Regions from separate parts of the Danio rerio genome. Here region 1 is linked to region 2. The links are chromatin contacts, called in public Micro-C maps. All regions are on one chromosome and are shown on one strand. Each heading gives the region's core, a stretch centred on a gene start, on an enhancer-like site or on the middle of the called end of the contact. The rest is flanking DNA. Distances are from core to core; before and after follow the strand shown.

The links. A called contact is a pair of places that touch in the nucleus more often than the background predicts.
Region 1: a Micro-C map of caudal fin shows a contact between it and region 2, with 6 times the contacts expected there. The contact joins two enhancer-like sites. A contact is called at or near these places in 2 of 18 Hi-C or Micro-C datasets (caudal fin and an unstated tissue).

The regions. Positions count from the first base shown.
Region 1 is chr16:33,998,697-34,005,051 of GRCz12tu, reverse strand. All of the region lies in intron 22 of ptk2ab (protein tyrosine kinase 2ab), which reads left to right. Among named protein-coding and RNA genes, the nearest start is that of ptk2ab, 90 kb to the left of the region's middle. Within about 2 kb of position 3,526, at least 2 of the 62 cell types and tissues checked have an H3K27ac peak or open chromatin away from gene starts, as enhancers often do. A contact at or near this core is called in caudal fin, where this site is marked.
Region 2 is chr16:33,855,283-33,861,364 of GRCz12tu, reverse strand. It overlaps ldlrad4b (low density lipoprotein receptor class A domain containing 4b), which reads left to right. Exons shown (of 4, transcript NM_001326526.1): 2 at 5,220-5,374. Among named protein-coding and RNA genes, the nearest start is that of ldlrad4b, 18 kb to the left of the region's middle. Within about 2 kb of position 3,409, at least 8 of the 62 cell types and tissues checked have an H3K27ac peak or open chromatin away from gene starts, as enhancers often do. A contact at or near this core is called in caudal fin, where this site is marked.

The DNA of each region.
Region 1 (6,355 bases), core at 2,277-4,776, 140 kb before region 2:
ATTTGATTATGGTTTGAAATTTGATGTTTTATGAGATTATTGAATTATTTTGTGATTATTTTGTGGTTAAATGAAGAATTTTGCAGGATCCCAAAACATTTCGACTTTTTGTTGATTTTGCGTTGGATTCAGCGATCGCGTAATTGCAAAAAACTAGGGGGTCTGATTAACAATGTCATTGGTTTTCATTTTATTGGTTCAGTCCAGCTATCGCAACAATGGATGAACTAGTTGGTCTACCCCAACCCCCATCTTCAGAATAAATTAAGCGAGTATTTTAGACCATTTACAATCTGTTCTTTCTCTTTCAACTTTGTACTCTCTCAAAAAAAAAAAACTATTCACGGTGGATGAAAGATTATATCTGAAAAAGCATAATATAGATACAGTACTAATAGTTTAAATTGGTGCATGGTTGCTTAGTGGTTAGCACTGTAGAAGGTTGTTGGTTTGAGTCCTGACTGGGACTTGACGAACAAAGGGGCTAAGCTGAAGAAAGATGAATGAATTGGTGAATTTAAAAGGGGTTATAGTTTTTTTTTTTTTTTTTTTGTGGTGTTGTTTTGTTTTGCTACGGTGGATTTGTGATAATTGCACAACTTCACTTTCATGCTCTAGAGTTCTTTTATCATGGTGAATAAATCTACCTGACAGCAGTAGAGGGCGCTGCGATACTTCAGTATAAATTTCTATCTGACAGCAATAGATGGAAAATAGCTGGTTTAGATTCAGCCAAACATTAATCCATACTTGCTAGAATTAATCGAAATGAATATTGAGTATTTTATACAAAACCTCTGGCTTTCAATTGACACATTTAGCTTTGGTGCTTTTGGCGGTAATTCTATTACTTCTGTCATTCTTATCTGGTTTAGGGCTGCATGGCTCCAATACTTGGTCGGTGTTATTGCATATAAATGACATATAAATGTCTGTATCATATGTGCATTTGTCCTCCATATGTGTTTTAAGACAAGTCTACCTGATGCAATATATTGTAATTATTAAATGGTCATACACTTTTATTTTTCTTTAACTATCACTGTTGTTATATTCAGTTATTTCTCTGATGTGCTTTCTTTTAATAAAAAAAAAATACTATTAAGTTTTCAATATTGTAATTAATAGTATAGATTTTTATCAGATTTAGCAGCAGAGTTGCTCTCACCTAGATGTTTTGATTGCTTTTATTTTTGCACTTTTATTGTTATATTTTTGCTGAAGATCTTTATTTTATTTGGTTCTCTGTTTTTTCTGTTGAAGCTGGATGTTTTGTAAAATCTACAAAACTTCTGATTCATATAAAGTAGACACAGAATTTTTTTCTATTCAAGAAAAATGAATACTTTATTTAGCTTATATGGATTAAATTATGCCGGCACAATATATCATTTCAGCATCGATATCGCAACATGGAAATCCCCAATAGTCACATTACAGGATCTGCAAAGTCATTTCAGTTTAAGTTCAGTTTTAGATTAGTCATCCATTAGGAAATTTGAGTGAGGATTATAGTTGACCAGGAACCACATTGTGAAGCCATTGTGAAGTTTAACCTTAATAGATTGAAAGCTTTTTATTTGCTTGTTTATGAGGCTTATCACTGTGTGATTTCAAGTGTAATTAAACCATTTGTGTATAAGAATGTATAATATTTGTAGGTTTTATCAAGGACTAATTGTAGTTATTTTTATACAATGAAAACTATGCGCAGTGTAATTTATTTACATTTGATCAATTATTTTCTTTATTTTCGGTGGCACAGTGAGTAGCACGATCACCTTACAGCAGGAATGTCGCTGGTTCGAGCCTCGGCTGGGTCATTTGGCATATATGTGTAGAGTTTGCATGTTCTCCCCGTGTGGGTGTGGGTTTCCTTCTGGTGCTCCGGTTTCCCCCACAAGTCCACAGACATGCGGTACAGGTGAATTGGGTAATAGTGTATAAATGAGTGTGTATGGGTGTTTCCCAGTGATAGGTTGCAGCTAGAACGGCATCCGCTGCATAAAACATATCCTGGAAAAGCTGGCATTTCATTCCGCTGTGGCAACCCTAGATTAATAAAGGGACTAAGCCTAAAAAAATGAATACCGTTAGACTCTCCAGAAAACACTGTTTTTTTGCTTATGCAGATTATTTGCTCTACGAAATCATCCCAATCAATATAAAATAGTGAATTCCTTCCAAATGAAGCTATTGAAGTCATCTCGTGAAGTTATATTTATATTGCAATTTATATTGCAGAAAAACAAAACATTGCAATGTCAGTTCTTTCCAATATCGTGCAGCCCTTGAATAAATCAATAAACCTTTTAATCTTATCACAGTTTAAATTTTTAATAATGTAAAATCCCTTATCACACTGTCCACAGAAGAATTAAAAACTTCATAAAAAGGCACCAGATTAGCATAATTGAATGAGTTTTGAAGGATCACGTGAAGCTTAAGACTGAACTAATTAAAAAATGAGCCATGCATAAATTACATTTTATAACATGATGCAAAATGGACATTAGCTATTATTACTGGTAATAAAACTGGTCATTTGCCGGCAGCTAGCTCTCTGCAACTCTTACATAGTCACCCACTGAACCTAAGCAGGGCTGTGCCCAGTCAGTACCTGGATGGAAAACCATATGGGAAAGCTAGGTTGCTGCCTGAAGCTGTGTTAGTAGGACCTGCAGGGGGCGCTCTATGTGGGTCCCATTATTATGCCCAATTATAGTGAAGGGGACTCTATTCAGCTCAGTGAGTGCTGTCTTTCAGACGAGATGTTAAACCGAGGTCCTGACTCTCTGTGGTCATCAAAAATCCCAGGATATCCTTCGAAAAAGATGCCAAATTTGCCCACTTGCCTCATATTCTTGTCCATCATGGCCTCCTAACCATCCCCATATCATAATTGGCTTCATCACTCTGTCTCCTCTCCACCAATCAGCAGGTGTGTGGTGTGTGGTCTGGTGCAATATGGCTGTTGTCGTGTCATCCAGGTGGATGCAGCACATTGGTGGTGGATGAAGAGACCCCCACCCCCCAAAAAGGCACCCTGTAAAGTGCTTTAAGTGTCCAAAAAAGTGATATATAAATGTAAGGAAATATTAATTATTATTATGATAATAAGAGTTTGCACTGATGTTTTGCAGTATTTATACATCAAATAACTGCAACCTTTTTAAAGCTATTTTCTAAAACATTAAAAAAGCCCTCAAATGTTTGAACTGTGTGTGCAAGTTTGAACTTTGTGAATAACCTTTTAGAGTAAATTAAATCTGGCTAATCTTTGACTCACCCTCTGCCTGTCTATGACACTTCCTGTCTGGACCCGATTTCATAGTTTAGATAGCAGCTATGAGAAAAATCATACTCTCCTTCTTTCATTATTACACATCCTCGGATGTTTATCTCCCATTAATCTTTGCAGAAATACACACACACACACACACACACACACAAACTTACACACACAGACTCTGCATCCTTCTTCATGCAATAGTATTACGTTCCCAAATGTCAGTTCTTGTCCACACATGCCACCAGTTCCCGTAAATGCTTATGGAGAGGAGGAAAAAAAGAGCTGACTGTCAAACACCTGATTCCCTAATAATCCGAGGAATCTTTTCTGCCTTCAGCAAAAACATCCAAGTTGTTACAAAAACAAATTTGACAGCGCAACATATTTCCATGAGCTTAAGTTAAACACAAATATCCCAGAGACGCTTTTTAATGCAGCAATGCAACTTGAGTTTCTACATTAATTCCATGTTAGGTTATAGTTAAGTGACATTGTAAACGTATGTATAGTGTTAATAATGTTAATAATATAAGTTATATGTTGTTTTAAGATTGTGTGAGTTTTTGTTATCATATAACACTTTGAAAAAACGAAAATTTAAAAGAATTCACTGTTTGATGAAGCCTGTTAGAATGCGGGTAGAATGACCCTGTAATACAATCCAAGAAAATAAATATCTTTACATATATTTTTTTAATATTATGTAAGTAATACCGCTCAAGCAAGAGTGCCGTTATCACAAATACCAGCATATGAATGTGAGGTGAAGTGTGATATTATTTAATTTTAAGGGTTTAACAAATAGTTAATTACATTTGAAATTTATTTGATTTATTTTGGAAAAGAGTATTTTTCAGTTAATACCATTAACTCGGTCATGTGTTCATTTCTAAATTAGTCTTATTTATTTTTTGTTTGTTTTTAATGTTTAAATATCAAAATTCAAGTTTTGGCAAAATATTTTTCACGTAAGAAAATATAATATTTTATTTAAAGAAAACTTTAGCATTTGGAATGACATAATTCATAACAGAATTTAATTTAGAGATCTTTGTTCATTTTCACAACACATAATAATATTTTTTAATGAAATCAGAGAGCTCTCTCTTCCTCCATAGCAAAGAACTTAGAATGACCAAGAAGCGACACTCAATAGAACGTTCCATTGCAACAGCAGCGCCCAGCAACAGCCCCGGATTCCGCCATTTTGGAGTGAAAGAAATCGGCTGTCCATTGGATCTTATTGATGTGGTGATGGCAAGCAGCTGCTTTGTTTTCCATTTATTTATTCAAAAAGCACGTTAAAGCTGAGATACAAACTGAACGACGACAATACAACACTTACTATCACAATCATCAGCACTTTAAATAGTTTATTTTACAGACTTATATGCTGTTGTTTTATTTGAGTTTTCATTCCAAAATAGCCGCTGCGCCAACTAGTGGCTGTTTCCCGATTTGCACTGAAGTGTCGCCTCTTGGTGATTCTATGCGCTGTCCATAGACAGTACCAGTCCTGGGAAGTTTGATGCCCAGAAAAGGAGTCAAAACCATTAGCAAAGCGTTACTTGTGATTTTAGTGGCTCAACATTAATCTTATGAAGTTCCTGGAACATTTACAGTATGTAGTACAAAAATGTGAACCTTGATCTGACACAGTGGAGGAGATATAAGTGAACAAATTCGCATTTGCAATTAATTTATTTGGTTCTTAGAGCTTTGTATGATTACAGTTGAACCACTGAAGTCACTTGGATTGTTTTAACAAAGTTTTTTGTTTCTTTTTGGGCTTTGAACGGACTGTCACTGTCAATGGAGGATGAGAGAGCTCTCAAATTTAATTGAAAATCTAAAATTAATAAAATTAATCTATTAATATCATAATGAACGAAGGTCTCGGGGCATTGTAACACCATACAACATAAGGGTGACTAATTAATGACAGAATTTCCATTTTTGGGGTGAACTAATTATTTAAACACTTCACAGTTTGGCCCAATCCCAATTCTTACCCTTAGCCCTTCCCCTTATCCCTACACCCCTCATTTTGTTCTTTTTTGTGAATGGGTAGGGGTGTCCCAATTCTCTTTAGCTTGAAGATGCTAAGGGGAATTTTTTAGGACCACACTCGTAACCAAGAGATATGAAAATTTTCCAGAATAAACTATCTACAACGGCAACATGTCTGCACTTGTGGGTCAAGAGAGGCACAAATTAGTATTTTTTTGGTTTTATTAATAATTAATATTAATAAAACAAGCAAGCATGTGTTTTATTAAATTCACAACAGTGTTCAGGTTTTGATAATAATTTTTTTTTTTAAATGCTACATTTCGATAATCCGTAATAATAACTCCTGTATACTAGTCCCACAAAGAACATACTATCACATCTGTCTCTCGATGACACTGGAATACCCTGTCAGAAAAGTGTAGTGGTTGGGAATGACCTTTTTACAGTGTCTGCTATTATATTGATATTTTTTCTTGTGTTTACATTGAAGAAGATGGCCACGATGTAAATACACAGTTCAGTTACGAACTTATTGCCACATTATATAGTTATGATAACAAAATATCATTGCCTCCGGTGATTTCTTGCAGATAAATACTAGAAAATAATGCCACTGGATAAACACAGCAGTTGCAGTCGTCATCTCGTATATAGTAAGAGCTTGCGATGGCATATGATGATGCGTGTGGGTATTGTAGTGCTATCCCATTAAAAAAAAAAAAAAAATTTGGATTGAGCCTTAATCACAAACCAGAATATAAATATGGAAATTATATTACGATTAGGTTATCCATGTTAAATATCTGCTTTGTCAGCTTCATATACAGTATGTTTTGTTTTAGGGGAGAAGATTGCATGTTAATTCATGTACGCGTCTTCTATATTTTTGTGTCATATTTATTGTATTTATTGTAGTCATTCCAAAAACATTCAAGTTTACAGCCTAAAATTTACCAGCCTAATATAGTAAGCGAGCAAATAAGTAAGTTAATAACTACGCTGAAAAAATTACCTTTGCGTTTTTTTTGTTTTTTTTTATTTTGTTTAACA
Region 2 (6,082 bases), core at 2,160-4,659:
GTATTTTGTAATAAACTTATTTCAGTAAAAACAATACAATCTCATTTATAACAGAATTCCACAAGTTTTTGGCTTGATTTGCTTACCCATGTCTTCTGCGTAGTCCCCTATCCGCCGAGTGTCAGATTCATTTACAACATTTAATTGAACCATTTAATTACAGTTTGCTTTATTTTTTGAGGTTACGTAAAAAAAAAAGGTTACACTAAATTAGGAATGACTGTCTCTGTATTACAGACATTCGCCCCAACCCTCTCCATCATTCTCGCTTCTCTCAGATGGAATGGTAGGCCAATTTAAAGGTTACAATAGCCGCATTTCCACTGACGGGCCAGCGCGAGTTTTTTTTTTTTTAAAGCCCTTTCTAAAATTAAATTTTAAAATAGCTTAAAAATGGTTTAATTTATTTGTATTGTATATACCTAAATTGTTATAGCTTTTGTTTGTTTTATATTGCTGTATTTATTTAATGTGATTTTATTATATCCGATATTTGTCTTTAAATGATTTCAGTAGCCTATAGCTTATTTTATCTTGATATATGACACCACAAAAGTGAACACGTAATTTGTAAAGTTTTGTCTTTTTGTTGTATTCATATTTTGTATTATCTTCAAAATAAATAAAGAAAGAAAGAAACCCAGATGCTCGACAGAACTGTCAAGCAAGCGATCTTTCATCCTGTCTCTCACACACACATACATGCATCTAAAAGCACACTACGCACAAACACACCTTTTAAACTTGACAAATTCTAGACAACTGAAGTTACTGGCTGCAGTGTTTTTATTGTGGTGTAAAGATTATTATGCATTATTGAAACATCGAGGATGCAGCAAAGAAATATCACTTACTAAATTAAAACTACTTTATTATTTTATGCAACAGCCTTACTTTTAAAAGGGCAATCAAATGCAAAAAGACCCCTAGCCTATAAGGTGTTTTATGGAATAGCCTATCTTAAACTAACCAGCTATACGTTTTTTTTCCATTGTTTATTAATTTTTTTGATGCATGTACTCATGTGCGATTGGAAAACTAGTGTAATGGTGGCACTCCATCTTTCCCTCTTCCCAGCTGTCCCTCATTGGTCCAAGGCAGAGTCTGGCCAACTTTGGCTTACAGGCCCTGCTTTGGGCATCACTGCTGTAAACTCTCTTTCTGAATCTTTGACTTGCTTGCAAAGTGTATTGTACTTTGTGATTATGCTTGATCTTTCTTTGGTACTATTAAAACCATCACGTCAAACCTGTAGCTTTTTATAGTAATTTGCATTTTAAATTGCAATTTTAATCAGATTTTTTTCACAATTAGATTTTTTTTCTTTAAATTGTGCAGCTCGTTATCTTCTGTGGAAGTGAATTTTATATGCTTTATTTTGTAATAAATTTGTACATTTTTCATCCTGGTGTTTTGGCAGATTGGCTTCAATACAAACTATTTTAACAAGTTCTAAAACTTATACTACTTTATAGTATATAATCTGCAGAATTAATAGATGATGATATGATTTTCATGCACACTTTTTTTCAGTAAAGCAGGTTCTGTTTTAGTAGTAAATCTCCAGCACATGTTTGCAGATGGAGCAGCATTTACTTCTTAGAGTCGGAGTTCACTGACAAGCTTCGCAATAAAGCGCACGGTTTAATCAAGCAACAATTAAATTGAAGATAATCATTCTACAATTATGTGAAGCTCCTCAGTGAACGGTGGCTCTGTGATGTAAATATGTCTCCTACATCTAAAAAAAACGTGAAAATACCACATTAAATTGCATGGTTTTTACTCCAAACTCACTTCATAACTTCAGTTGAGGTATTGAAAGCAGTACATCTGAGAAATAATGTTGTAGTTGTCACATTGAATCAACAGAAGCAGTCAAATCTTTATTCAGCAGCCTCCATAGGCTTTTTCCACACTATTGGAGTTTGGCACAAGAGAGCACCCTCTGACCTTCAAATGATGATAAAGTTCATTCTGGTCACCATGTGTTCATAATGGGAGCAGCCAGTCTGATGTGACGAGGACATGTAACTATTTTACGTTTTTTCAGTTTAATGGCTAACTCATATAAATTCATACAAGTTCAGTCATGAAAATTATATGAATTAGATCATATGAATTAGCCACTAAATCAAAAAGTTACGAATTGCCATGAGATAACGTTGCACAAAAACCAACTGTAATCACAAATGTAAGATTTACATGGTGGCTGGTTTCTAGCTGGTCATTAACTTATCTAAGCAGGTCATTACTTGGTTAACGAGCTACCATGCTCCAACAACCAGTTTAATCACTAATTGCAGACATGTTGCTGATCTGAAATTGTCTACTAACAGCTTAATCCAGCTAGAAACCATTATGTATTCTTTTTCTTTCGCAGTCTTGTTTGGGTGTTCTATGTGATTGTTAAGATGTACTACATGTTGTTGCCAAGGTGTTCTGGGTGGTTATTTTTAAAAGGTGCATGAGTTGAAGTCTGTAAAGCTAATCTGAGCATATTAAGCACAACGAGGTCTAGAAGCCTCGAGTCCATATGATAAAATGATTCTGCTTGCACATTTTTCTCATTTTATGTTTTGTTTAGTTGTTTCATTGAAGCTGATTTTGCATTGTAAGGATTCATTTTTTTCCATATAATGTTTTTTTTTTTATTTAACTTTTTTTTCCCCAGAAGTGCTGAGCGCTTGCTCATCTTAAACTTACTATCTAGTGTGCTTTCTGTCATTTTTAAGGTGTTCTGACTCTGAGTTTCTTTTTATATTGGTATGTTACTCTCAAAACTGCAAAAGTCTGCAAAACCTCTTCATCTGAGCATGTTTGAGCTCATGTCAGAGCACCAAAAGCCATGCATTTACTTAAAAAAATTGCTGTTACTGTGCATGTTTCTAATTAAAAGATAATTGTAAAGCAAATTAAATTCTTTTTTTAACAAACAAGTTGGAAAGGTCAGTCAAAAATATGCATATCCAATTAGTGGCCTAGAACCTCTGCTAAATTCTAAATATCTGTATTAATTTAGCATCACAACATGTGTTTGTTTTACATTTTCCCAACATCCCTGAGTACTTTATTCCCAGTTTAAATGAGGTTTTATAGAATTTAAATGGATCAAAAGTTTTCAAATCCCCACAGTACAAAAAAAACCTGCCCTTATTTTTGATCTAAAGTCAGAGAAGCGTCTCAACCTTTTGTGAAATTTTTTTTTTGTACAGTATTGATTCAGTTCCAGTCCGCCAGCTCTGTGTTTGTAGTCTGATTTGCTCTTACCAGTTTCACCAATCTGAGTCTCGTTCTCTCCGTCTTATCTTCCTCCTGTCTGATTGTCACTTCCTTTGTCTGTCTTGCCTGTCTGTGTCTGTTTCTCTGTCTCTGCTCACTCTCCCTCTTCTGGCCTAAATAAGGAGAGAAGTGTTTGTTTCTTTTGAAGTGTGAGAGCCAGTATCCCGCAGTACTGCACTGCAGGCCACGGCTCACTCTTTCATTCCGCGCTCGCTTTACTCCACTGGATGAGCTTTAGCAAGGCTGTTTTCTGAAGAGCCGAGCAGCTCCAGTGTTGGTCTCGACTGAAAGAGTCCAGCAGGGTGTTCTTCATCCATCAAGCTGTTTACCCTCTGCACTTTTTGCTGTGAAGCTCTTCTGGTTATTTAATGACAGAAACTTAGTTTTTTTTTTTTTAACTGAAGATTTACTGTGCTCAGCATAAATGAGTACAGCCTATTTTTTTAAAAATGAATATTTTTATCCATTTCTCAGTGAATAGGCAATGTATTTTGGTGCATTTAAACAAAACAGAACTCCAGATTTGGCTTCAGTACTGACTAATCTAATGTATATGCACAAATATAAAATTGTAGCGCATTCTGTTAAAGATATTTATTCAAAAGATAAATTTATGAGGGGTGTACTTATATATCCGAAGCACTGTAGTTCCAAAACTGTATGTAGTTCGTTTTTACATGGAACATAAAAGGAGAATTTTAGTTAACCCAGAAATTGCCATCATTTAAATACTTTCATATGGCTTCAAACCTGTATGATTTCTTCTCTGAGGAACTTTGAGGGGAAATGAATTTTGAGAGAACTTTTTTTATAATTGGCTCATAAAAATGATAGTTTTGTTAATTTTGTGGTAAGTTTTATGAACATGCTTTTTTAAATTATTTAAAAATATTTAGTTTGTCATAGAGATTTAAGTTAGAAAGAGGAAAAAGTAAAATAACTTTAAATGGCATGTTGTATCTTTATTCAATTAAAGAAAACTTTTATTTTGACAGGTTGTTGTAAACCAGTGACAAAAATGTAAATTTTTCCAGTAAAATGTACATTTAAAAAAGTAATAATTATAATTATTATTGGTAATTTTATTGCTAGTATTATCAATATTAATTATTATTATTATTATTATTATTATTATTATTGTTGTTGTTGTTGTTGTTGTTCTTCTTCTTCTTCTTCTTCTTCTTCCTCTTCCTCTTCTTCTTTTACTAATAATAATAATTATTAATAATGATGATGATGATAATAATAATGATAATAATAATGTATGTTTAGGAGATAATTGCACAATAATTCTACCATGTTTGTTGATAACTACAATATATTTACCTGGATTAAATCCAGAAGAATGTACACAAATCTGTGGGGGGAGGGGAGGGGGTAGTAATAATAAATTAATAAACTGAATTTGGAGGGGAAAAATTAAAATGTATTTCATATGGCCTTAAATATTTCAAGTCACCTGAAGCCATATGAAAATTCAAATGAGAAGCAGTCAGTAAAATAAGTAATTTTGTTAATTTTGAATGCTAAATATTTATTCTGTAACAACTTGTTACCAGCTAAATATAATGTATAGTGATTATTAATTGATAAAAAAAGACTAGCAAAACAAATGACAAACATGACAACATATTCATTATCCAGTTTCTGAACTTAACACAGTTAATCTTACATAAACACTGTTTTACTAGAAGCCTTCATTGAACTCTTCTATTTTCTTCCTGTTTTCTATGTCAAACCAAAATGGCTCTCACCTTTTCTTTTTTTTCTTTTCTGTTTTTTTTTTTTTTTTTTTTTTTGGCCAGATGATATCACCAGTTTGGGAAACTATAGTCGTCATGGGTGTTGATTTGACTCTGCTGCCATCTTTTGGGCAAAATGAGATGAAACTGTTCATAATTGCTGTTCTGAGCTCTTCTGTTTGTTCTGTGTTGCAGCTGAACTGGAGTTTGTGCAGATCGTGATCATAATCGTCGTGATGACTGTGATGGTGGTGGTGGTCGTGTGTCTGCTCAACCACTACAAACTCACCACGTGGTCATTCCTGAGCCGGCCGAGTCAAGCACAGAGTCAGGATCTCTCTCTGCAGCCGGTAAGATCCAAACACTATCTCAAGGAACAATCTTCGTTCAATACTTTCACAAACTTCCCCCAAAAATTTCAAAATGGTGTATTACAACTTTGTTAAAAGCATGGCTGCTGCTACTAAGCTTAGTCTCTTTTTTGTTTAATAAAGTGATCGTCGTACTCACTCACTACAAACTGATGGATTTTTGTTTTTTACACAAAAGAAGAATGCGGGAGCTGCTGATTTTCATTTTTTTTTTCCACTATGAAAGTCAATGACTTCCAGTTTTCAATGTTCTTAAAAATATCTTCTGTGTTCTATGAGGGAAAAAATGGAACCACTTGAGGGTGAACAAATGAAGAGTATTTAAAAAAAATTAATATAATAAAATAATCGTGTTTTATTGTAAGCCTTTTGAAAACTGGCTACAAAGAGGAGTTTTTTGAAATGATACCATTATGATCTCTTTCTACACTAATTACAAAAGTACAAAAATAGACCTAAACGACAATAAAACTTGCACATGTATTTCATCAGGGGTGCCCACACCTTTATCAGCATGTCAGCTAATTATAAAATGACCAAGTCAAAATGATATACCTAATAAAAAAATGTAAAAGATATATTTATTTATAAACGTATTAAGAATTCTGTATTTGTACAATATATATATTAATGTACCTTGCATAACTGTATGAACCCATATTGTGCCGTAGCCTACAACTCTGTTTA